Linked DNA regions of Mus musculus: regions 2 and 3 are each linked to region 1. A link is a contact called in public Hi-C and HiChIP or PLAC-seq data. All regions are on one chromosome and are shown on one strand. Each heading gives the region's core, a stretch centred on a gene start, on an enhancer-like site or on the middle of the called end of the contact. The rest is flanking DNA. Distances are from core to core; before and after follow the strand shown.

Region 1 (3,561 bases), core at 199-2,698:
AAAAACCCAAACAAAACCCTGTTTTATGTATATAGGCGTTTTGCCTGCATGTATATCTGTGCACCAGTGTTCCTGGTGGAAGCAGGGCCAAGAAGTGGGCATCAGATCCCCTGAAGCTGCCAAGTGAGTGACGGGAATTGGACCCACATACCTCTGGACAAGCAGCCAGTGTTTTTGTTGTTGTTGTTGTTATTGTTGTTGTTGTTGTTGTTATTGTTTTTGATTTTTCGAGACAGGGTTTCTCTGTATAGCCCTGGCTGTCCTGGAACTCACTTTGTAGACCAGGCTGGCCTCGAACTCAGAAATCTGCCTGCCTCTGCCTCCCAAGTGCTGGGATTAAAGGTGTGCAGAGGCAGGTGGATTTCTGAGTTCAAGGCTAGCCTGGTCTACAGGTTTCTGGTTCTAGGACAGCCAGGGCTATATAAAGAAACTCTGTCTCGAACCCCCCCCCAAAAAAAAAGAGGTTCAGAGTTCAGAGAAGCGGAGATTCTAGTACTACCTTTCAGGTGTGCCCAGCAAAACTGCCCTTTCTGGTTCCTTTAGGAGTCTTTTCAAGCCCCAATACTCTACAGTGATATTCAGGCATTGTTCTAAAAACTTTACCTATGATAATTCATTTTAGCCCATCAAAAATCCTAGCGTGTATCATTTTTATTTTCATTTAATAGAGCACTGAGGCACATTGGCCTTGCTTATGGAACTTGATGTGAATGAAGACATCTGGCTCCCGCGGTGAAGACTCCTTTTTAGTCTCCATTTGGTACTGTTTTCCTAACTAAGTGACAAATTGCCTGCCTCTAATAAACTAGGTCAGTTAAAGTCATCAATGAATGGAAATGGCATTGTTATGTTTCTATTTTCATTAACCCTAGCTCCACGGGAATGTCAGTACTGCGGAGCTAGGATGGTGTGGAAGGGCACTGGTTTTTCAGGGAGGAGTAACCGTCCCCGAGTCACCCTTCTTTTAGGGAGTCACATGAGGACAGACCTGCTAAGGAAAATGGCACTTGGGGGTTTCCAAGACAGGAACTCTCTTAAGCCGAGCGGGTGACACACTATTTTGGCACACGGAGGGTGGGAAGGGAGTCTCTGAAAACACAAGTTTCAGTGAGGATGAAGGGTCTAGGCATTAATTCTCCATCTTCATATTCCCAGCCTTTTCCAGTTTTGCGTCTCAAACCTCCAGTCTCTGCTCTGCTCTGGCAGTCTCTTCTAGCTTTTGATCTCTTTTGAAATAGGACGCAGAGTGGCGCATTAAGACGCTGACCTAGCCGGTTTCTTCACCCCTCCACCCCACCCCCCGCTCCGTCCCAGAAAGGGTTAATCCGGCGGGTGGGGAGGGGAGTGGCGCTCACACCTTTCCCAGAGACCTCGGGCGGCGGCGGGGCCCGGGCGGGGCGGAGGCTGGGGCCAGACTCCTGGCGAATAGCAGCGCGCAGCCCGCCCGGATTGGAGCAGCCTCATCACGCTGACCTCTGCCTGGGATGTAAACCCCACGGGCCGCCACGGGCACAGGAGAGCTCTCGGCACCTCCGGGAAAGCCACCTCGGCCTCCCCCGCGCCCGGGCTCCAGCCGCGGCCGGCCCAGCCTCGACCTCAGCAGCGACCAGCTGCTCCTGCGAGGAGCCGAGCGAGCCCGGTCGCGGGCGGGGAGCGTGCGTCGGTTCGCACAGGCTGCGAGAGGAGGGGCGGCGCGAGTCATGGCCGGGGACAGCGAGCAGACCCTGCAGAACCACCAGCAGCCCAACGGCGGCGAGCCCTTCCTGATCGGCGTGAGCGGGGGCACGGCCAGCGGGAAGGTAAGAGTCCGCGCGCCCTGCTCGCACGGCGGGCGGCGCATGTGGCCGGCGCCCGCGGGCCGTGTCAGTTGCAGCCTGCCACCGCGTGGCCCGCGGGATCCTCGTTCCGGGCCGCCGCGCTCCGGCGCCGCCAGACCCCGCGCAGGCTCGGTGCGCGGCGTTGGGGACCAGCGGGGGGACCCGGGCGACCGAGGGTCCAGGATGCGGGTTCCTCCTACAAGTCCCCCGCAGGGATGGTGCGCTCCCTCGCTGGTTCCCGGCGGCGGCTGTGACTCGTGGTCAGGGTCTTGTGGGGGAGGGGCGGAAAGCGGATGCTTATTGTTTTGCAAGTCGGGTGTAAGGACCCGGCTTTCGGGGCTTCCCTCGGAGCCCCGGTACGCTCCTCCGCCCGGCTTGGCCCTGGCCCCGGCCCAAGCCTGTGGGCTGCGAGGCTGGCCGGGATGCGCGAGGTGGCGCGCCCGCTGCCGGGAGCCCACCTGGGGGTTGCAGGGCTTTCCGGGAGAGCCGAAGCTCGATGGGCACAGTCACGGATGGGATGACAGCAGGGGCTGCTGTCTTTTATGCTTAGAAGAGAAAACCGCATCAGTCTCAGTGAGAAAGTTGTACAGGCTCCATGCTCTTCGGTGTCCGGGTCGCTCGCTCCTTGGATCGCAGGGAAGGGGTTACCGAGTCTGACTTTGCGAGGAACCTCTTTCCTTTGTATTTTCTCCTGCACGGCAGCGAGGGGCGACTTGACTTAACCTCGGGTCTTTACTGCAGGTGGAGAAGGGTGGAGCCCTCCCAGATGGTTCTTTCTTTACTCCCCCTCGCTCCCTTTTAGGATGTGGCTGCTTGTTCGCCTGCCGTTTAACAGCCGCCAAGTTCAGTGGGCGCTCGGGCTCCATGAGGGGCGCCCGAGGGAGCTGGGCGCCGCGTGCGGCCGCTGGTGAGGCCGGATGGTGAGTCCCCAAGGCTGGGCAGCGTGGAGCAGGAAGGCTGGATGGCGCCATGAGACGCGCGCCACGCGCCACGAGGTTTTAGCTTCCAGCCCATTTCTCCTTGGCCCCTCCTCCATTTTGATTTTTACGTATTTTCCCTCCAGGTCTGGAGTACTTTAGCTCAGCAGCCCAGATTCGGCGTTGTGTGCCGCAGACTCCAGTATTGATGAATTTCGCCTCTAGTTTAGCTTCCATGGCTAGGATTCTGAAATGCTGTTTAGGTATCGGAACTTAGGGTCCCCCCCCCCCCCGCCTTTTGCCTGTTAACGAGCTAAACTTTAAAAAAAAAATATGTTCTTCAATATGTTCTTCGTCTAGGAATGCCATTCCTATTAGGGCCCCTCATCAGCTCTTTTTGGAATCACCTCAGCCGCACTGTTCATTTTCCAGTATTCCTGTTGTAGAGGAATTCATCGCTGTATTTCCAGAGAAAAGTTGGGGTAATATTAGCCTAAAGTCCAGTCAGCCCTCTTAGTGAGGAAGAGACTTTTTTTGTTGTTGTTGTTGTTGGTTTTTGGTTTTTCGAGACGGTTTCTCTGTAGCCCCGGCTGTCCTGGAACTCACTCTGTAGACCAGGCTGGCCTCGAATTCAGAAATCCGTCTGCCTCTGCCTCCCAAGTGCTGGGATCAAAGGCGGGTGCCACCACTGCCTGGCAGCCCGGCAGGAAGAGACTTTAAACTTGAAGATGAGTGGAACATTTAGAAACATAATGACCTTGGTAGTCACTTAAATAATTCAGTCACCAGAGGCACAGATAAACATTCTGTATTATCTTATTCTACTG
Region 2 (3,794 bases), core at 804-3,303, 280 kb after region 1:
GACAGACACCCTCCCCTGCCAGGCTTTCTTACTTGGCCGAAAAGAATGAGTTTCTAAAAGCCCCCAACAAACAAACAAACAAGCCCACAATTCTAACCACTTTTTTCGGGGTGTGTCTTTTTAGGTGGCATGATTCACCCAAAATACGTCCCCCATTTCTCTCATTTCCAGAAAGACAAGAACACAGTGTGCACAGGCATATTGCAAAGCTGGGTTTGCATCTCTCTCTCTCTCTCTCTCTCTCTCTCTCTCTCTCTCTCTCTCCTGAGCTTTTATGCTTAAGAAGCAAAGTGCAAACTCTGGGAGTTAAATGGAAACAAAACAATCTGTCAAAATTCCTCTTAGCACCTATGACTAGTGTTAACTTACATGCTCCCGGGGTGCAAGAAAAAAAGCCCCAAAACTGCTGCTGAAAAGATGCTTTGACCTTTTAAAATGAGAACTCCCCCATCCCACATCCATATTAAATAGGAAACCTTGAGAGTGCCACAGTTTTAGATTAAGAAATGAAATGAGGTTGAATTTCCAGAAAAGGGGTTTCCCTATAGGCTACAAGCTAATTAGGGTGTTCTAGACTGACATTGTAATAGTAAGTAGAATACAGGCCCCAAGTCTCCTAGCCAAATGTAGTGGCCAAGTACACGGAGTCTAGTTCCGAAAGGGGACGGGAGGGCAGATGAAAATCTAGTAGATAAAAAAGTCCAGAACACGACCTCTCAAAGCTAGTGTGGTTCCAGGGCAGGATGTCCGCCCCTGGCGGCCGCAGAGCCCTGGCGATCTAGGTGCACCGCAGCTGCCAAACCCTCAGCGCGCTCTAACCGGCGCTGCTGAAGGAAGTTGGAGAGCTCCCAGCCAGCCGACTGGATAGGCGGTGGGCGCCTGGGAATCCCTTCCAGCGCCGCAATTAGGAAAGTTTTGAAAAGTAAAGACCCCAGACAGATGAAGTGTCTCATCCTTTCCTTGAGCCTAAGAAACACCTCGTGTTACACCAGGCTAGCACAAGGCCACCAGTTTCTCTTGGCCCGGGAGCATCCGGTGCCTTCCAGCTCCCCACCGCCCCAGAATTGGTCCTCAGGGCGCATAGCTAGAGGGGCTTTCTGCCCAGCTGGAGATTCCAGGCAGAGATGCTCCTTAGGCTCGCTGGCCTGGGAAGCAAAGGCAGAACCTCTAACTCCCATTCCTACACCCTGGACCTTCTCTTCCAAGCCAGCTTGATTTTCTCCAAAAGACGCACGACACAGCCCATGCGCCCCCGGGACTCCACTCCTCTCCCCAAACTTCCCAGGGAGACCCACAAATACAGACTGCGCCCCCAAACTCCCACGACAATCGCCAATCATCCTATCTTTGCCTCTTGTACCCTCCCAGTCGCGTTCTTCCTGCCCCTCACTATTCTCCTCGCCTCTCCGAGGAAGTCAGAAGCAAAGCACGAGAAAATGCCTTCGCGAGGAGCCTCCCGTCACCCGCCCTGTCACTGAAACAAAAGCGCAGGGAGGAGGGAGGTGGGTGGGGAGGCAGGAGGAAGGTTCGGAAAGAGATGGGGGCAACGGTAAGAGGGGTTGGGGAGGGGGTTCAGAATGGAGAGTGGAGAAAGGGGCCAGGACCCCGCTCCCGCGCCGCGTGGCGTGGCCGGTCGCTTACATGCCCAGGTCGCTGTAGGTGTTGAAGAACTCCATCTGGTTGCATGCCTGGATCCAGCCCACCACCCAGGTCTCGTGGCGGGGGATGGGGGGCATGACCACACGGGCCGAGGCTTTGAAGTAAGGGGTCTTGTAGCGCAGGACGATGGGCGAGGTCTCCTCGATGCGCGTGGGGCACTGGTCGATGGTGGCGCACACATCGTACACCACGATGTTCTCGCGCCGGATCCGCGCCTTGCAGGTGATGCTTTGGATACAGCCCATCCTGCCGCCCGGCGCCGGCGCGGCGCGGCGTGGGGCAGCGCGGGGGCCCGGCGCGGGCAGCCGCGGGCACCCGTCACGCCGGCATGGCGACGCGCCGCTCGCTCCCGGTCCAGCTCAGCTAGCGCCTAAGAGCGAGGAGCCGCCGCCGCGGGGCATCCTCCGGGGAAGCCCCCTCCCCTTTCCGCGCGCTGGGTCGCGGCTGCCCCGACGCCCGCCCACGCCCGCCTCCTCGCTCCAGCAAGGGCGCGCGGAGCGTGCGCTCCTAGGAGGCGGCGGGCGCTCTCTCCGGCTCCCGTGCCCCGGCGGAGGGCAGGGAGGGGAGCGGCGCTGCGAGGAGTGGTGCCCACCCCGGGCCGGAGCCCCCCGCCCTTCGCCGGAGAGGAGGAGGAGGAGGCGGCGGCGGCGGCATGGAGCTGCGGGAGGGTGGCGGCGGCAGCGCCCGGTTTGTCTGTTTCCGCGGCGGCAGCAGCAGCAGCCGCCGCCGCCGCCGCCGCTGCATGAACCTCTGCTGCACCGCGGCTGCCCCCCGCGTGCAGCGCACCCAGCGGCGGGCGAGCGGGCGGCCCGAGCGGCAGGCGGAGGCAGGCGGCGGCGGCGGAGTCCGTGTTCCCTCCCGCCCCGCCCTGGAGCCGGACAGCGCCCACACTCCCGCATCCGGCTGCGGGGGCGTGTGGGGGGCGCCAGGGGACCGTAGCCCCGGGCGGAGAGCCCAGCGGGCTAGGGCTACGGGGGACAAGCTCCGCGGAAGAGACTGGCTGTACGCCATGAGTTTGTCCCTCTTCGGCTGCCGTCCGGGGGGGGGGGTAGTGTGCAAGGGTGGGGGTGTTTAAAGGGCCGCTAGCTCCCGGGCGGGGCGCGGCACGTGGGGTTGGGCGGGGCCGGGACCCCGGTAGGTGGCGCCCCGCGGGTGATAGTGGGGTGTAGAAGCGGGACCCTGCTTATTGGGATGGGTGGGGCCGGGAGGGCGCGGCGCGGTTCAGAGTATAGAGGGAACCACAGTGGGGTACGGTGAGGCTGCGGGAGGAGAGATGTTGGAGAATCAGCTCCAGCTGAGATGTATCGTTGTGATATAGTTTGTTAGAGTTGGGTGTGACCTCCAGCAGTGCCACGAAATAGATTTACTACCTCGTTCACTGGTCCGCATTTTCCTTTAGTCTAGTAGAAGCTTTATTTTTTAATTTAATTTTATTTTTTTGCACCACAGTATTGAGAGTGAAACCTGAGAAATCCCATTGGAGGCTGACACAAAATCACCCCAAATGCCAGTGTTAGTCGAGGCACCAGCTCAGTCTACTCATGGCCTGTTTTCATATCACCCCTCCACAATCTCTGAAAATACTCTTATCAGAACAACACACAGTGTGTATGTGTGTGTGTGTGTTGGGGGGGGGGGTTGTTGGAGCTCCTTGGGAAACACTGCCTTTTGAATGTCTTGTGTCTTTAGACAAGTTGTACTTAGTGGAATCATCTAGGTAGATTAGAACGCTTAGCTACCCTCCCAGTCTTACCTAAGGCCTGTTAAATACAAACAGAAGTTCAGGGCTTTATAGAACCCAGGAGGATTAAAGAGTAACCACTTGATTCTACAAAGTCAAGGCGCCAATTTGTAGAAAACCCTAATCCCTGTAGAAAGCTGGGGATCTTAGGGATCTTTTCTTGTCTTTGCTTCTCCTGAAGGTGCGTGGTGACCAGCACACAGTCATTTCTTACCAGCTGTGTCAGAGTGAAACCTTGACGGAAGAGCCGCCGGTCTCCGCTCTCTCCCGATGGAAACTGACGCCAGAGATGGCCTGCACATTCCATTCCGTGTATCTGCCACGTGTGTGTTATTGTGATCTCGGGTGTCAAATAGGAAGAATATTTAAGAGATGATTTTTTTTAATTACGTGT
Region 3 (3,413 bases), core at 281-2,780, 500 kb after region 1:
TCAGTTCTCTTGAATTACATTTTCTATGGCTTATCAGAATCACATGAATAGAGAAGCAGGGCATGCTGGATGCCTGGAGACAAAGGAGCAAAGAAATCCTGGTGGCAGCCATCACAGGAAGTGGATGCTCTCCTTCAAACTCATGACTCTCAACACTGAAAGGACATCCTCTCTTCTCTTCCTCTCCCTGAAGTCAGCTTCTCCACCCTTCTGTCCAGTGTGGCAGCAGAAGGACCAGTGGACTCTGTCTCCATGGATATTGCCTCTTTCTCTCCTCTTTCATCCTGCCTTTACCTATCAGCTCTCTCCAGTCTCCCAAGCTGTTCCTTGCAACCCACTAATGAAATTCCTGTTTCTTTTGTAATTGTATTTTAGCATGGTTCATGCTTTGATACCAACCTTAAATCAAACTCTTTGCAGGGAGACTATCACAGGGTGACAAGCTCCCTTCTGCATGTCTCATTACTGAAACATTTATTCAGGACTTTCTGAATGATTTGAATGGCTGCCTTTGAGTGCTGCAACGACTTAATACACAACAACTAAAGGATTTTAATTTCCTCTCCTAGTCTTCCCACTTTGGTTTCTGCCTGAGTTTCTCTCCTATTATGAATACACCATCAGGAAGGGGTGGTGGGCCCCACTTGGACCTGTAGCCTGGAGATTGCCTGTTGTGGCCCTGGAACCTGAAACATAGATTGTACAGTGAACCTTCAGATCTTGTTCTGTATGGCTTCCCAGATTCTGGGCAGTTTGTTTTCTCATTATGGCATGCTGTCTCTCCTAAAGGGTTATGGGTAAATATAAAATTGAAAGGACAGCTCTTAAGAGGAGAAAACATTGAAAGTGAGAATCTTATTGGTTTCCCTATCAAGTGACCTATATCTAGGATACTTTATGATTTTGTTGTCGTCATTGTTCAGCAGCTGAGAATTAAGCTAAATATCTCATGAACCCTAGACATGGAAAAAAACCATGAATGGGTAGGAGTCTACATAAGAAATAGAGAATTAGGGGCAGAGACTCACCTGTGGGCTTCTGCAAATAGATAATATCACTTGGAAGATGCCCATAACAAGACATTAAAGATAATTTTTCTTTAGTTCCCAAATTGGCAAGTCAGACCTTGAGACCATCTTTGAATGGGGAATAATTTCAGTACATGCTAAAAAGAATCAAAACCAATTAGAGCCAGACACCTATTAAGGCTTAATTAGAGGCAAACTGTCCTTGCTGAAGTGTTCCATATCTCCCTAACAGCTTGAACTTCATTCCATGTGAATATTAAACATTTTCTCATCACATGTTCTGCTCATTGAATCCCTGTTTCCTTGTCTTTGTTGACATCTCAGACAAATCCCATAGTGTGTCACTCATTTTAGTTCTTGAGACATACAGGCCTGCTACACTGAAGATACCTAATAGCTAATACCCTCTCTTGCTTCTTCACAGCTCAGGATAAGTCAGTTCCTCCAGTATGCTGTCAGAACCCCATTTTGGCTACTTCTCCTCTGACTCACGATGACTGTTCCTTAAAGCTTCCTGTTTAACAGCCCCTGAATATAGTCATTTGAGGATGCAGGCTTTGAGTAGGGTGGGGAAGTGCTTTCCATTCTTTGTCTTTCCAACATAAAATACTACCTCTGGTTTGATCATTTCTAGCAAACTGGCTTTCTGACTTCTAGAATTGCTTACTTCCTCATAGCTCAATCCTCTTAGTAGGGGTAACAGCAAGATAACTTACATCATGATCCTTCTGAAGCCTCTGCTTAGCCCGAAGAGAACTCATGTACATCCCCTAACTTAGCATATGTAAATCACTCGATGTATCCCATAACATAAATGGTTTCAAGGTTAGAAATCACATCATAGTCTTAATAGATGTAAAGAAGAATTTGATAAAATCCAACATCACTCTGGGGATTCTGCTTTCTGTAAGGGCGTGACCTCTGGAAGGTTGCCCATGCGCCAATGGATGACCACATTCCCGTACATGTATGGGTAACACTAGCTGGATTTGGTGAGCTATTAAAAGAGAAGACACAAGTTGGAAATAGGGGGAGGTGGAGCCTGGATCAGGGAGGAGTTAGAAGAAGGAGTAGCGGATGAGTAAGATCAAAATACATTACATAAAAAATTTAAAGAATTAGTAGAAAGGTTTTTTTTTTTTAATGTCCCAGAGAGACTAGGAATAGAGGAGACATATCTCAACTCAATAGAACATCCATGTGATAAACCTATATCATAGCAAATGCAGAAAAACCCAAAGCATCTTCACCAAGGTCAGAAGTAAGATAAGGATGCCCACTCTCTCTACTCCTTTTTGTACAGTACCTGGGGCTTAAAGCAACAAGGCAAGAGAAGGGAATAAAAGGGACATCAGGAAATTAAATCATCTTCATTGTCAAGTGACATGATTCTATACATAAGAAAGCATAAAGACTACTGCAGGAAACCCCTGGAGTTGATTAACACTTTCGGCAAAATAGAAGGTTATAGGCCATACCAAAATCCATAGCATCCTATACACCAATGCCAACTATATACTAAGAAAGTAAACAGGGAAATGATTCTATTCAAAATAAACTAAAAAATAAAAGATAACTTGTAATTAACCTGAGGAAGTAAAATACTTTTACAATAAAAACGTTTAAAATACTGAAGAAAGAATTGAATATGACTTTAGAAGACAGAAAGGCCTAAAATGCTGTGGATTGGTCGGATTAATACTGTGAAAATGGCCACCCTATCAAAAGCAATATACAAATTTAACACAATCCAAATCAAACTGAGAACTCAATTCATCACAGAAATAGAAAAAAGATAATAAAAATTCATGTAAAAGCACAAAAGATCTTGGATAGCCAAATCAATCCTGAACAATAAGAACAAAGCTGAAGTATCATAATACCTGACTTTAAGTTGTATTGTAGAGACATACCTGTAAGAAAAAAATTACAGGACAGGCACACATTTAGAGACACAGGCCAATGGAATAGAATAGAGAACTCAGATATAAGACTATATAAACCATAGCCACCTGATTTTTGATAAAGCTCAAAATACACATTAGAAAGAAGACAGCCTATCTGACAAATGGTATTGGGAAAACTGAATGTATGCACTTAGAAAAATGAAACTTGATTCTTGTTTCTCACTCTGCACAATAATCAATTCCAAATGGATCAGAGACCTAAGTGTTAGAACAGGCCATCCCAAACTGCTATCAGGTAAAGGAGAGAGTACACTTAAAGATATAGACATAGCCTAGGATTTTCTGAACTGGATGCTAGTCACTAGGGAAGTAAGAACAATCAAAGGAGAGCTTACGAAAGTAGAAGGCTGTTAAGCAAGTGAAGGAACAGCCTGGAGACTGGGAGACCATCTTTGCCCGCTGTACTTCTGGCAAATAA

The links. A called contact is a pair of places that touch in the nucleus more often than the background predicts. HiChIP or PLAC-seq counts read pairs in DNA pulled down with a chosen protein or histone mark.
Region 2: a Hi-C map of rod photoreceptor shows a contact between it and region 1, with 2.0 times the contacts expected there. The contact joins the promoter of Fam78b here to the promoter of Uck2 in region 1. A contact is called at or near these places in 2 of 484 Hi-C or Micro-C datasets (embryonic stem cells and rod photoreceptor), 1 of 115 datasets of contacts at active chromatin or transcription factors (embryonic stem cells) and 1 of 9 other capture datasets (pancreatic islet).
Region 3: an H3K4me3 HiChIP or PLAC-seq map of bone marrow-derived macrophages shows a contact between it and region 1, with 7 times the contacts expected there. The contact joins the enhancer-like site here to the promoter of Uck2 in region 1. A contact is called at or near these places in 6 of 39 promoter capture datasets (the C10 cell line, the HPC-7 cell line, HPC-7-derived erythroid cells and 3 more), 2 of 484 Hi-C or Micro-C datasets (bone marrow-derived macrophages and myocytes), 8 of 115 datasets of contacts at active chromatin or transcription factors (the 230-238 cell line, VIP interneurons, astrocytes and 5 more) and 3 of 9 other capture datasets (adipose tissue, liver and pancreatic islet).

The regions. Positions count from the first base shown.
Region 1 is chr1:167,283,014-167,286,574 of GRCm38.p6, reverse strand. It overlaps Uck2 (uridine-cytidine kinase 2), which reads left to right and starts at 1,448. Exons shown (of 7, transcript NM_030724.3): 1 at 1,448-1,799. The coding sequence starts at 1,701.
Region 2 is chr1:166,999,676-167,003,469 of GRCm38.p6, reverse strand. Fam78b (family with sequence similarity 78, member B) reads right to left here and starts at 2,053. Exons shown (of 3, transcript NM_175461.4): 1 at 1,642-2,053. The coding sequence starts at 1,904. It overlaps Gm16701 (predicted gene, 16701), which reads left to right and starts at 3,740. Exons shown (of 3, transcript NR_037988.1): 1 at 3,740-3,794.
Region 3 is chr1:166,786,253-166,789,665 of GRCm38.p6, reverse strand. No RefSeq gene overlaps it. Among named protein-coding and RNA genes, the nearest start is that of Gm33404, 67 kb to the left of the region's middle. Within about 2 kb of position 1,530, at least 51 of the 459 cell types and tissues checked have an H3K27ac peak or open chromatin away from gene starts, as enhancers often do. A contact at or near this core is called in bone marrow-derived macrophages, where this site is marked.